2 separate regions of the Mus musculus genome follow, and region 2 is linked to region 1. The links are chromatin contacts, called in public Hi-C maps. All regions are on one chromosome and are shown on one strand. The core of a region is the stretch at or near the end of the contact, and the rest is flanking DNA. Distances in the headings are between cores, read along the strand shown.

Evidence for each region. A called contact is a pair of places that touch in the nucleus more often than the background predicts.
Region 2: a Hi-C map of the N1E-115 cell line shows a contact between it and region 1, with 3 times the contacts expected there. The contact joins two enhancer-like sites. A contact is called at or near these places in 1 of 39 promoter capture datasets (macrophages), 3 of 484 Hi-C or Micro-C datasets (the N1E-115 cell line, group 2 innate lymphoid cells and nephron progenitors), 2 of 115 datasets of contacts at active chromatin or transcription factors (large pre-B cells and microglia) and 2 of 9 other capture datasets (adipose tissue and liver).

What each region holds. Positions count from the first base shown.
Region 1 is chr2:35,354,933-35,361,557 of GRCm38.p6, forward strand. 4930568D16Rik (RIKEN cDNA 4930568D16 gene) reads right to left here. Exons shown (of 6, transcript NM_029463.1): 5 at 576-713; 6 at 1-104. Among named protein-coding and RNA genes, the nearest start is that of 4930568D16Rik, 9.5 kb to the right of the region's middle. Within about 2 kb of position 4,084, at least 1 of the 459 cell types and tissues checked has an H3K27ac peak or open chromatin away from gene starts, as enhancers often do. A contact at or near this core is called in the N1E-115 cell line, where this site is marked.
Region 2 is chr2:35,504,906-35,511,530 of GRCm38.p6, forward strand. Gm35202 (predicted gene, 35202) reads left to right here. Exons shown (of 2, transcript NR_168303.1): 2 at 968-1,187. Among named protein-coding and RNA genes, the nearest start is that of Gm35260, 3.4 kb to the left of the region's middle. Within about 2 kb of position 4,211, at least 105 of the 459 cell types and tissues checked have an H3K27ac peak or open chromatin away from gene starts, as enhancers often do. A contact at or near this core is called in the N1E-115 cell line, where this site is marked.

The DNA of each region.
Region 1 (6,625 bases), core at 2,834-5,333:
GATTGTACGTGCTGTCAGCCAATATGTAGAAAATAACATTGTAGCCCACCATGAAGTACTTATCAGCAGACTTTATGAAGCGTCTCAGGGGCTCTTTTGAAAAGCTACAAAAACAAAAGATAAACAAACACTTCACTAATTCCCAGCAGGTGTGTGCCACTTAGCATGCCAATTAACATACAAGACATTGGTGTCTAAGAAGATAAAGATAGCCTGGCTGGGTCTGTACCTTCAGCTGTATTGGTTAGTAAAAGATAATCTGGTAAGCTTGGGGGCCTGAGAAAAGACATAAAGTTTGTTAGGAAGAAAAGGAAAGAGAGTTTAATGAACAGTAATGAAAATGTTTGCACAAGTTCTAACATTCAGCTATTGCTGGATAAAACAAAACAAAACAAAACTAAACTAAACTAAACTAAACTAAACTAAAACAAATGAACAACCGCTATCCATAGCTACACAGGGCAGAAAGAAGTAATGACAGACTCATTAGTAAGTAGTACTTTGGTTAGAGACAGTCCATGGCTGCGCATCCTTATTTCTACAAAATATAAGGGACAACTACCAGCAGTGCATACTTTCCAGTAGCGAAGACAGCCAAGCCTATGGTAATGTTCAGTCTCTTATAATATTGTTCTAGAACTTCTCTGTTGTAAGTTCCTTCCCATAAGACTGGAGCGAGCCAACCAGTTGTTGCTATAACATCAGGACGTTTTCTGTTGAGCAAAAAAACAAAAAACAAAAAAAAAAAACAAAAACCCAGCAGATTATCCTACTGTGACAGTATAGGTTATGCAAGTGATAATAGCTAGTAGCTGTAGAGTGCTTACTATGTTTTTAACTTCTACTTTTCCTTTCTTTTCCCCTGGAAAGATCTATAGTATCCCCTTTGTGGAACTGGGGCTATGGCTCACCCAGTTAAAGGTGCTTGCCACAAGAGTATGAGGACCCAAGTCTGGTTCCCTAGAACTCGTGTCAAAAATTCTAGGCATGGTGCACACCTAGAGGTGGAAATAGGAGGATCCCTAGGACTCACTGAATACCCAGCCTAGCCCTCAGTGAGAATCTGTCTCATAAATAGAATAAAAACAGACTGAAGGAGACAATTGGTATCAACCTCTGGCCTGCACACGCACATGCTCACACATGCATACACACACATGCACACATATGTACACACATGCATACACATGCACACATATGCACATGTGTACACACAGGCACACATGCACACACATACACACATGTACATACATGCACACACATGTACACTATATGCTATTCCATTTTTAACTTTTCCTTTATGCTTTAAGCACATAGGTGCAATGCAGGAGAAAATAAGACTTCTAAGACAAATAGAAAGTACTAGACTTGTTTCTGATGAATAACCCTGTGGCAGTGTTAGTAGCAATAAATAATCTGACTGAAGTCAAGACATTAAATCAAGCACATTAAGATACACATCTTAGAAGGAGTTGAATATAAAATGAGGTTGTAGATTTTAGTACAAATCTATAGCTACACAAAGACACAATTTGGTAATCCTTACCAGTGTATTAATAATAGTGATAAAAATCACATAGTGTCTTAGTCAGGGTTTCTATTCCTGCACAAGCATCATGGCCAAGAAGCAAGTTGGGGAGGAAAGGGTTTATTAGGCTTACACTTCCACATTGCTGTTGATCACCAAAGGATGCAGGACTGGAACTCAAGCAGGTCAGAAAGCAGGAGCTGATGCAGAGGCCATGGAGGGATGTTCTTTACTGGCTTGCTTCCCCTGGCTTGCTCAGCCTGCTCTCTTATAGAACTCAAGACTACCAGCCCAGAGATGGTCCCACCCACAAGGGGCCTTTCCCCCTTGATCACTAATTGAGAAAATACCTTACAGTTGGATCTCATGGAGGCATTTCCTCAACTGAAGCTCCTTTCTCTGTGATAACTCCAGTTGTTTCAAGTTGACACAAAACTAGCCAGTACACATAGTAACAAATTCTTTAAAAGTGTACCATTACTATTTTAAGGATTCTTTAACTCATATATTTATTTTAAGCCTCCCTGTACTGAAAATGTATAAGCATACACTTATATTTCACAAATTTTAAACTACACTTTAAGACAGACTTACTGGGGTAATGGATGTGGCTCAGTTGGTAGAGTACTTACCTAGCATGGTCTTATGTTAGATCTCCACTTGAGAGATGGAGGCAAAGGGTTCAGGGGTTCAGAGTCATCCTTAGCTACATAGTGAGTTCAAGGCTAGTGTGGACTACATGAGATCTTGTCAAAAACCAAAGCAAAACAAACCAAAAACCTGTCACTATTTTGTCACAGTGATGAGACATAAATTAAATTTGCTATATACTCAAAGAAAATCTGTATTGAACATGAATTACACAGTGCCCATTGTGGTTTTGGTTTTTTATATTTTGTTTTGTTTTGTGGTTTGGTAGTACTGGTGTTTAAACCCAGGTCTTCATATATCCTAGCTAAGTGTTCTACCATTGAGCTACTCTGCCCCAAATCTATATGAGACAGTGAAACAATTTCAAGATTACTGATTTTCTCAATAAATTAGGCTAATATTTTTTTTTTGCCAGAATGAAAGAAAAAATATTTTAAAGATCCATGTTAAGAAATTGGTGGGAGTGTGTTACATGTAGCTTCTGCTACCCTGCCTAAGCTCCAGGAACAGACCACGTTACCAGCCCCCACCCAGAGAATATTGGCTCTGAGGATGAAAACACAGACATACACAGTTGTTCAAATGCTAGCAGGGTCCATTCCCAGAGCTTAGGTGGTTTAGCAAAGCTGCATGCAACAGATGGCACCCAAAGTGGAGCAAGAATCCACTATTAATTTAGGAATTCTCAGATGGAAAAAACACACACACACACACACACACACAGTGATATAAGTCTAGAAAGAGAGAATTGGTTTCTCTGTGAGCTTAGCAGAGTTAGTCACACGGTGGCTCCAGCACACAGGAAACTTGAACAAAGGAACACAGAGAGATCCTCAGCTCATAGATGCTGGGAACCTCTGCTGTGACGAGACAGATGCAAGGAGAGGGAGAGGGAGGAGAGGAAGGGAGAAGGAGAGAGGGAGGGGGAGGGGGGTAGAGAGGGAGGGGAGAAGGAGAGGAGGGGGAGAGGAGAGGAGAGATGAGGAGAGGAGAGATGAGGAGAGGAGGGATGAGGAGAGGAGAGGAGGGGAGGGGAAGAGAAGGAGAAGGAGAAGGAGAAGGAGAAGGAGAAGGAGAAGGAGAAGGAGAAGGAGAAGGAGAAGGAGAAGGAGAGGAGGAGAGGAGGAGAGAAGGAGAGGAGAGATGGAGAGAAGGAGAGAGGAGAGATGGAGAGAAGGAGAGAGGAGAGAGGAGAGGAGAGAGGAGAGGAGGAGAGGATTTTCCTATGCCTCTGAGGGAGAAAAGGTGACTAGCCATGTGAGATCTTAGATGGAGTGGCCACACACCTGCTCCTACATACAGGTGGGTAGTCGGGATGTTTAGCTGGGACTAGATGTAACTGAGCAACTAAAGTTGAGGGCAGATTTAGGATGCTGAGCAAAGAATATTTATAAGGGCATGTTTCTCCAGGTGGGAGATAAGTAGCATCCAGCAATTGTGCCAAAAAGCAAGTTGAATTTGAACACCCGTGTGTGTGTCTGTGTTTTCATCCAAGGATCCAATATTCTCTAGGTAGGTGCTGCTAACATGGTCCTTTCCGGGAGCTTTGGCAGGGTAACACAGCTACATGCAACAGGTATGGGAGACAGCTCAGTGAGAAAGTTCTTCCTATACAAGCACAAGGAATTCAACCCCCAACACCCAAGTGGTGACTTCATGGTGATGCGTTTGCAGAGGACCCTGGGTAAGTTCTCAGCACCCATATATAATGGCTCTCAACCTCTTGTAGCTCCAATTCCAGGAGATCACCATCTACTGACTTTTGTGGGTTCCTACACACACAAACTCATGCATACAAGCTCATGCAGTGTGTGTGTGTGTGTGTGTGTGTGTGTGTGTGTGTGTGTGTGTGTGTGTGTATTTTAAATGGGGCGTTTTGGTGCATGCCTGTAATTCCAGCAGTGGAAGGGGGAGACAGGAGCACCCTAGGGGTGTAGGGAGTAGCCAGCCTAGACAGGTATTGAACATGACTTAAAATATAAGGTGGAAAGTGATACAGGAAGATATCCAGTGCCACTGGCCCACATACACACGCATACTCATGAGCACGCATACACACTCACAATAAACAAATTTAGGGGCTGAAGACATGGATTAGTGGTTAAGAGTGTACTGCTCCTGCAGAAGACTTAAATTTGATTATCAGAACCCATATGGACTTGCTAAGAGCAGCCTGCAGCTCCAGCTGCAGAGAGCCCAGCAGCCCTTCTACTCTTCTGCAGGCATGTACACTTATGTGCGCACACACACACAATTAAAACTAAAGTGTTAACGTTTTAAAATACAACATTGTTTAACAGAAGATTAAACAGAAGATGAAGAGGTAAATCTTTAGAGTCCTTAACTATGAAACCCTTCCTCTGAGAGAGAAATGCTGGTCAGAGGACACGCCATACAAAGGAGGCTCAGTATGCTAGTGAGCAACAGGAGCAGTCCTCTAGATGCCATCATCACAGCTTTGCCTCTCAAACCTGGTTCTGCCTTAGTGAGTCTGTGCAGAGTGGCCCCCAGCACAGGAATGGAGATTATATGTGGCTAAACAATGTGTCCATCACTTAGATGGAGCTAGGCAGGCAGTGAGTGTCCAGTGTCATACACACTGCCTAGCTGAGGAGTCAGTGAATTTTATGATGAAGTGTGTCACAGTTGGCTTATTTCCAGCACAGCCTCTGTCCTTACTATGCATCTGTCTGTCCAGAAGCAGCCAGCCTACCAGAAAGTGGGAGAGTCAACAGAAGTCTCCATTTCAGTGCAAATTGAGAGCTTGATTCTCTGCAAGGTTGAGGTCCTGTCAATGATTTTTTTTTCCTGGTTACATGTTTTTCAAAGTTGAAATGCATAGTCCATAAGGGTAGGTGGATGTGAGAAAGTGTCTGCTCTTGATTACATGAGATAATTAATTTATAGTGTTTGATTTATGACTGCAGATTCCATGGGTTGGGTGATACTACTTCACAAGAGAGGAATCCCTTCCTCAGGAAATAAAGTCATGGTCCATAAAACCACTTGCAGGTCATTGGAGTTTTCTTAACTGTTGAATTAAAAGGTAAAAATATCATTAATATACTGGCTTGGAAAATGATTCTCATTACCAAGGAGATACAAGTTGCTACTGCAAAAAAAATGACAGCAAAGAGAACTGCCTTCCAAAGAACTCTCTGGGATGCTCTCCACTAAGCTCATGTCCAGGACTAATGGTCCTTGGGAAATTGTGGTGCCTCAACAGGACTGCACCCCTGAGGGACTTGGGGTCGTCAATGGAGGTGATCAGAACAGAGGCCAAGAGTGTATTAGCAGTGGATAAGGGAGCCATGGATCTGATTATCATCTACTTCCACTTAGTATCCATCTCTGCAGCAGCTGTTGCAATAGGACTGTAACAATGATTTATTGTGTACGTTACTTTATTTTCTCCTCTTTTGCTGCTACTTTGTAGGGTGAGTGTTGGGCATGGCTAATGTCATCCTGTGATGATACTGTGATGGCACTGATGGATGGCTTCTCTTTCACAGCCCTGGCAATCCCTGATCTCCTATAAACCATGCGTCACTTGCTCTTCTAGGCCTAGGCATGCTCACAGCCAAGAATGAAATATTTAATATTATAAAACTAACATCAAGAAAGTATGTAAAATAAGTAAAACATTACTAATATTTACCCATTATAGATTGGAAAATAAATAGTAATTGAATAGCCTAAATCAAAGATTAAATTTTGTGTCATTTATCTATTTATTTGTTTGTTTGTCTGTCTGTCTGACTATTTATTTATTTATTTATATTTTTAATGTTTTTATATATGTGAATACTCTGTTGCTGTCTTCAGACACACCCTCTGAAGAGGGCATCAGATCCCACTACAGATGGTTGTGAGCCACCATGTGGTTGCTGGGAATTGAACTCAAGACCACTGGAAGAGCAGCCAGTGCTCTTAACTGCTGATCCATCTCTTCAGCCCCTAGTTATTTATTTTAAAGGCTTACTTATTTTCATTTTCTAAGTGTGTTTTGTCTGCATGTATGCATGTTTACCACCTGTATGCCTGTACCCAATGAGCCCAAAAGACAGCATGGGATCCCCTAGAACTGGAGTTATATATGACTATGAGCGGCCACGCAGGTGCTGGGAATCAATCCTGGGTCCTCTGTAAGAGCAACGTGCACCATTAACTTCTGAGCCATCTCTACAGTTCCTATTTGTTTGTATTTACTCTTACTTCTGTACGTGTGTGTGCTGTATATGTTTATGTGCACGTTTACATATATGTGGGTGTATGTCGGTGCATGTGCATGTAGAGGCTAGATGTTGGCATGGGGTATCTTCCGTACTTGCCCTGCAGCTTATGTATTGAGGCTGTCTCTCACTTGAATTCAGAGCTTACCATTGAGGCCAGCTAGCCAGTTTGCTCCAGGGATCCTCTGTCTCCACGCTTCGAGCACAGGGGGAA
Region 2 (6,625 bases), core at 2,961-5,460, 150 kb after region 1:
TACATGCCAGCCTTGTTGCTTACTTGGAGATTTCTGAACCCCTGTGTTTTTCAGATGGGATCATAGCAGTTGGCTGGGCAGGTTCATTGTGGAGTACCAAACGAAAAAATGTGCAAGCTATATATGTCTTAGTTAGGGTTTTACTGCTGTGAACAGACACCATGACCAAGACAACTCATAAGGACAGCATTTAATTGGGGCTGGTTTTCGTGTTCAGAGGTCCAATCCATTATCATCAAGGTGGGGGAGCACTGCAGCATATAGGCAGGCATGGTAAAGGAGAAGCTAAAAGTTCTACATTTTCATCTGAAGGCCACTAACAGAAGACTGGCTTCCAGGCAGCTAGGATGAGGGTCTTAAGCCCACACCCACAGTGGCATTCCTACTCCAACAAGGCTACACCTACTCCAACAAGGCCATACCTCCAAATAGTGCCACTCCCTGGGCCAAGCATATACAAACCACCACACCATGGGTCACCATCATGACACAGTGACTTTAACATCGAGTGGCAGGCCTTTGGTCTCCTTCATCAGGATCTTACTTGACAGCTGAAGAACTTGGGGCCCATTGGGGTATGGAGTAGAATGAGGAAGAGTCTGGCCTGAAATCCAAAGCAAGACTGCAGTGTCCAGGCTTAGGCCTCCAGTGTGCAGAACAGTCCGTTCTCTGTGCACAGGGTGAGGCAGAAATCCACGTAAGGTGGTGTCAAAAGGAACTACTCAGAGAAAGATTCCAGGAGTGGGCAGAGTCTGAGCTGAAATTATCTAAGGCAAAGTGTGTTCATCAGAGGAAGGGGAAGTAAGGGGAGCCTCTCTGCAGGCCGCGGTGGATAATGGAGCAGAGTTCAAGTGCAGGGAGGGGAGACACACCAGGCAGGTCCAGAGCAGAGACATGGAAGTCACAGGGGCAGAGACCTTGGCAGAGGCCTCAAAGAAAACAGGTTTTTGTTGTTGTTCTTTTACAGAAAGAAGCCATCAGTTTGGAGAGGGGATGAATTAAGGTCTCATGTAGCCCAGAATGGCCCTATGAAGCTGAGGATGTCTTTAACTCCACCAGGACCTCCTATCATCACCTCTCAAGCACTGGGATTACATGTGTGCAGGGGCCATTGCCTTTATCTCAGCTCCTATGACATCTTTATCAAACAATGAGCTCTACATTCCATAAACAGAAACCAGAAGGCACATCTCTTTTTTTCCTTATTTATCTTTACTTTTTTTTTTTTTTTTTTTTTTTTTTTTTTTTTTTTTTTTTGGTTTTTCAAGACAGGGTTTCTCTGTGTAGCCCTGGCTGTCCCGGAACTCACTCTGTAGACCAGGCTGGCCTGGAACTCAGAAATTCGCTGCCTCTGCCTCCCAAGTGCTGGGATTAAAGGTGTGCGCCACCACGCCAGGCTCTTATCTTTACTTTTGATAGGTTTATGTGTGTGCTATCAGACAGACAACTTCAAATTTCCCATTAAAAGCAAGCAGGCTGGCAGGGCAGAGAGCTGGCAACAGATAAGGAGTATGTCAGCCCCCCACAAGTGCCTATCTCAGGACACACACACACAATGGGAAGAAGCCACAACTGTCCCCCCACCCCACAGCTGCACGCTGAGCTGCTGTTGGGAGAGGCTCTGCCAGAGCTACCCAAGTTTTACAGGTAGAGCTGTGCTGGCTACTGCTGCTATAAGCCATCTTTGAAAGGACCTGTAAAACAAAATCAGCTTTGGGAGATAGAGCGAGCAGCTCACTCTAAAGCTTTAAAGCAAGCATGCTTACTGCCTCTGACAGAATAAAATACTTGTGTTCTACCAGAAGTGAAAGGCGTGCGCCACCACCGCCCAGCATGTCCCATGCTTTTGTTTCCTGAGTCTGGCAGCACACTCTGCAGGCTGGCAATGGGGTTAGAGGAAGTGATATAAACACATCTATTCACAAGTAATCACCTCCTTCCAGTCTTCTGCCAGAGACCAGGCTAGATCCTAATTAAGGAACAAAGTCACTCTTTCTAGCACTAGACCAGTGCCCTCCCCCTCCCCTCCCCTGCCCAACCCTCACCCTCACCCCTATCCCAGCCAGCCACAGCTCTTTGCAGTGTAAAGGGTTGTCAATCCTTGGGAGCTACTTGCTAGCACACAGTTCCTGGGAGATTTAGAAGGTGCTGTTGGTAGTAGGTGCTTCAACTTTCCATCTCAAAAAACCCCTTGCTGTTGCCTTGGTGACTTCAACTACATAGCATTTGGCAGCATCCGAAGAACACTTTCATGCATTATCTCATTCAGTGTCCTGATGACTCTGAAGCGCATATGATTCCTCTCACTTTGGGGATTAGAAACTGCAGTTCCCAGTCTGAGAAGACTGTGCAGACACCCAGCCTGTTAAGCGGCACAGCTGGAAGTCACTTAGCCGCAGAGGAAGTACCCAGGGTCTGCTGCGCGTAAGCAGCACTTAGCGTGGGCTAAGCGCTTTACAAACCTTATCCAGTGAAGAAGCCTTAGAACTCCTTCCGAAGTGTGCATATTGGCCCCAGGGGATCACGTGACACACCCAGACTCCAGTGACTCAGGAATGTAGTGTTCAGAGTGAGACTCTACTGCTGTCTGTGGTAGAGCAGCCTTGGGAAGCAGGTGAACAGGGCAGTGCCAGGATGTCCTTGAAAACACCCCGGGGATAACCACTTTCCTCCCAGGTGATTGCCTTTTCTTTCTTTTATGTGAGTGTGCTATCTTCAGACACACCAGAAGAGGGCATCAGATCCCATTACAGAGGTTATGAGCCACCATGTGGTTGTTGGGATTTGAACTCAGGACCTCTGGAAGAGCAGTCAGTGCTCCTAACCGCTGAGCCATCTCTCCAACCCCTCATGTGGTGATTTTCACATTTCCTTCTTGTACCTAAGCTATCATTAGTACACTCTGGTATGGAAACAGACAAGATGATTCACTGGGTAAAGACATGGGCCTACATGTCTCATGTCCTGGCTCCAATCTCCAGGAATCGTGTGGTAAACAAATGAAAAAGATTCTTGAGAGTTGTCCTCTGGCTTCCACACATGCTGTGGCACGCACATATCACACACACAAAATAAATAAGAAAAAAACTTAAAAGACAGTCTAGAATGGTTAGGCATCGTGGTTCATGCCTATGATCCTAACGTTTTGGGGGGGCAGGTATGCAGAAGCAGGAGGGTCACCCTAAGCTCGAGGTTAATCAGAGCTCTGTGGGAAGACCCTGTCTCAGAACAAACAAGTTGAGAAAAGACACTGCATTGATAGAGCTTGCTCCCCTGAGGCCTGCTGCTTACTTCCCATGTACCACCCCCCCTCCCCCCCGCCCCTCTAGGTGAGTATCTCTGCAACGGCCAGCAGCAGAGAAGTGATGGTTAGCACTTGCCTCTAGCCATGGAAAGATGGAAAGAACATCATGGCAAACTTAGAACTATCCTCAGGAAGCAGAGGAAACTGCGGCTGGCCATGTTTGATGTGCAGTGGATTAGGCTAGCCCACTCATTGTGCAGTGGACCAGGCTAGCCCAGATGCCTGTCCTGTTCTCCTACGAACTCTTCCAGGACCAGTTTCTTTCTGAGGATGTTTCCCAGGCTGCAAGCTCCTTTGGAAAGTCACCAGAGTCCCCCCAAAAGGACCTCTTGGATCATACTGTCTGTGACTACCCAGGGGTGACATCAGTTATAAAGCACAGCCTTCCCAAATGAATGCTTGGGATGCTCTCAAATGTCACAAGAAGAAGGGGGGAATGGCTACGAGCTTACTTATGTTCGCTTCGGGCAGCTGTGTTTTGCAGGCCCTCTGTGGGGTGTTTTCTGCAGTCCTGAGGGAAAAAGGCTTTGACTTATTCCAGCACAAAACAGCTATTTATAGCCACCAAGCGTGGGAAATGCTGGGCGTGGGACACTTGGTCGACAACCCAGTAAGAATCAGGCTTACAGAAACAGGCCACAGAGACCTGGAGAACACTTGGCAAAGCCTGTGGCCACATGGACTCTGGCCACCCACAGGCATGGACTAGGTACCTTGGAACAAGTTGCAGAGCTGTCCTGACCTCAAATCCCAATGTGTAAAAGAACAGAAATTCCTGCCACATGTGGTTTAAGTAAAGAACAAATGAGATAGTGTAAAAAGAGGATGTTCAGTAATGTCGTGGGTGCTCCGTCTCCATGACTTCTGAGCCCACGGCTTCTCCATTCCTGGATTCAGCCACCCCCCCAGAGCAAATATATTACAAACACCAGAATCACACTGCAGCCACATGTGCAACGATAGCCCCTCTGTAGTGAGCATGGACCAATTTTTTTTTTTTAACCAGGATTTCCTAGACAATACATTTAGTCTCTTAACCCTTTCCTTGTGTTAGGAGTCAAAAGTAAGCTTAAATTATGATTTAAGTAAACAGGGGTGAGGGAAATGCTCAACTTCTGTGGCTGTTTGCCATCTCATCTAAGGGACTGACACACCCACTACTGTTGGCATTCCAGGGAATCCTGGAACCATGGATCTGTGACTGTTGCTGTTATCTACAGTCGATAGGTGAGAAGACTGAGCGGGGGTGGGAGAGGAAGTAGGGAGAGTGACCTTCTCTGACCCCATCTGTTACACAGGTTGATTCTTAGAACCGTGACAGCATTCGCTCCACACACACCCCACCCCCACTCCCCATAGATAAGTACGTTAGCCAGGAAGCAGAAGAACATCTGAGACCCTCAAGCTAGAGTTATAGGCACTTAGGGAACTGAACCCAGGGCCTCCGTATGAGCAGCAAGTGCTCTTAATTGCTGAGACATCTCTCCAGCCTCATCTTTTTACTTAAAAAAAAAAATGTCTTATCTATTCATGTGTGTGTGTGTGTGTGTATGCATGCACACGTGCACGCCCCCCACCCCCAGGTCAGAAGTCAACAGCATCTTCTTCAATTCCAGCATCTTCTTCAATTGCTCTCTGAAGGGCTGGCTCGATAGCAGGCCTGAGCATAGCAAACATGGTGTCTACAGGCTTTTACTTTTCTCTCTCCCTAAAACTGTTAGATTACATTCCTAAAGCTACCCTGGATGAGACAGGCTGACTCCATGACCGGCTTCAAATTGGCAGTTCAGGAGATTAGGCCTAAAAGCCCAGGCTTCAGGCAGCTAGTCAGAAACTGCCCTGCCATCAGAAACTGCCCCACCACCTGACCTGAAGCAAGGGCAATGGGTCAGCAGTTTCCAGGTGGCCTCCACACCCCGGTAATGGAATGTCCTCAGAGATAGCGTAAAACACTTACCCTGGGATTCTCCTAGGGTGCTTTAAATCAGGCCTGCATGCTCACTTCAGAGTCTCTATCTTGGTAATAGGAGACTCCAGCAGGCAGGACTTCTGCAGAATAAAACCCTCTTTGCGTTTATACACTATTTGAGTTCAGTTCATTCCTGAGACAAAACACTAAGGACCAGCAATCAAAATTCATTATTTGGCTAACATGTTCAATCAAGACTTAGCAACTCTCCCTATCACAGACTCCTTTTCTCCTTAAAAAGCCACGAAAAAGCACCTGCTGCTGCTTGGCCATGCCTTTGCCTAATGCAGACACAAACAAGCCTACCCCCTTCGGCCCCCCCCCCCCCAGCCCTCCAGCATAACAAATCTTCTTTGTGCTGAGTTGTACTAAGAAGCTGGTGTTTGGTGGTGTCCTGACCCCCAGGGGCCACCCCACCCCTTACATGTTCCACACTTATTTATTTATTTATTATTTTAAAGACAGGCTTTCTTGTCTTACCAGGTGGCCAGAGATCCTCCTGTCTCTGCTCCCTCACTCAAGCATTGATTGAAATTGATTACAATGTCCACGTGCCGAGTTTTAAAATGTGTCCTCATGCTTGTGTAGAAAGTCCCTTTCTGACTGGGCCATCTCCCCAGCCCCGTCGTGACATTCTTCCTAGTTTTTCTACACACATATGATGATGCCCTTCAATCCAATTCAGCCTATTCATCGGGGCGGCAGTTCATGAGAGGCAGCCTTTAGAAGAATTTCTTTTCTAAGTGTCCCTCTTCCCCTTGTTGGATCAGAGCAGTTTCCTGCCTAGGCCCTCTGGCCCTTCTTGATTACAGCCCTTCCCTTCAGGGAGCCCAGGTCCTCCCCACCAGGCAGAATCTTGCCAATAAAGCCTACACAACTCAGGGGTCCCTCAGGGTTGGGCTCTCCCTGGTCCTCAGAGGGCCTCCAGCTGTGATTTTGGAAGCCTTCCAACTAGTTCCTGGCACCTGCAGCAGGCTAGGCTGAGCTCAGATTCCCTACCCTTCCCCAAGCCAGCTTTCAGAGTCATAGTTACCTGTGAGTGACCTCTAGTCTCTGCGGATCTGAAACTCATTGTAGGATTTCAGCTTCTCTCTCTCTCTCCCTCCCTCCCTCCCTCCCTTCCTCCCTCCCTCCCTCCCTCCCTCCCTCCCTCCCTCCCTCCCTCCCTCCCTATTTCTCTCTCTCTCTCTCTCTCTCTCTCTCTCTCTCTCCTCCTCCTCCTCCCTCTCCCACTGGACCAGAAGTCATCATGGAGCCCAGGCTGGCTTTGAACTCATAACAATCCTCCTGCCTCCAGCTTCTAAGGACTGGGATTATAGGTATACGTCACCATGCTCAACTTTTTCTTAGCA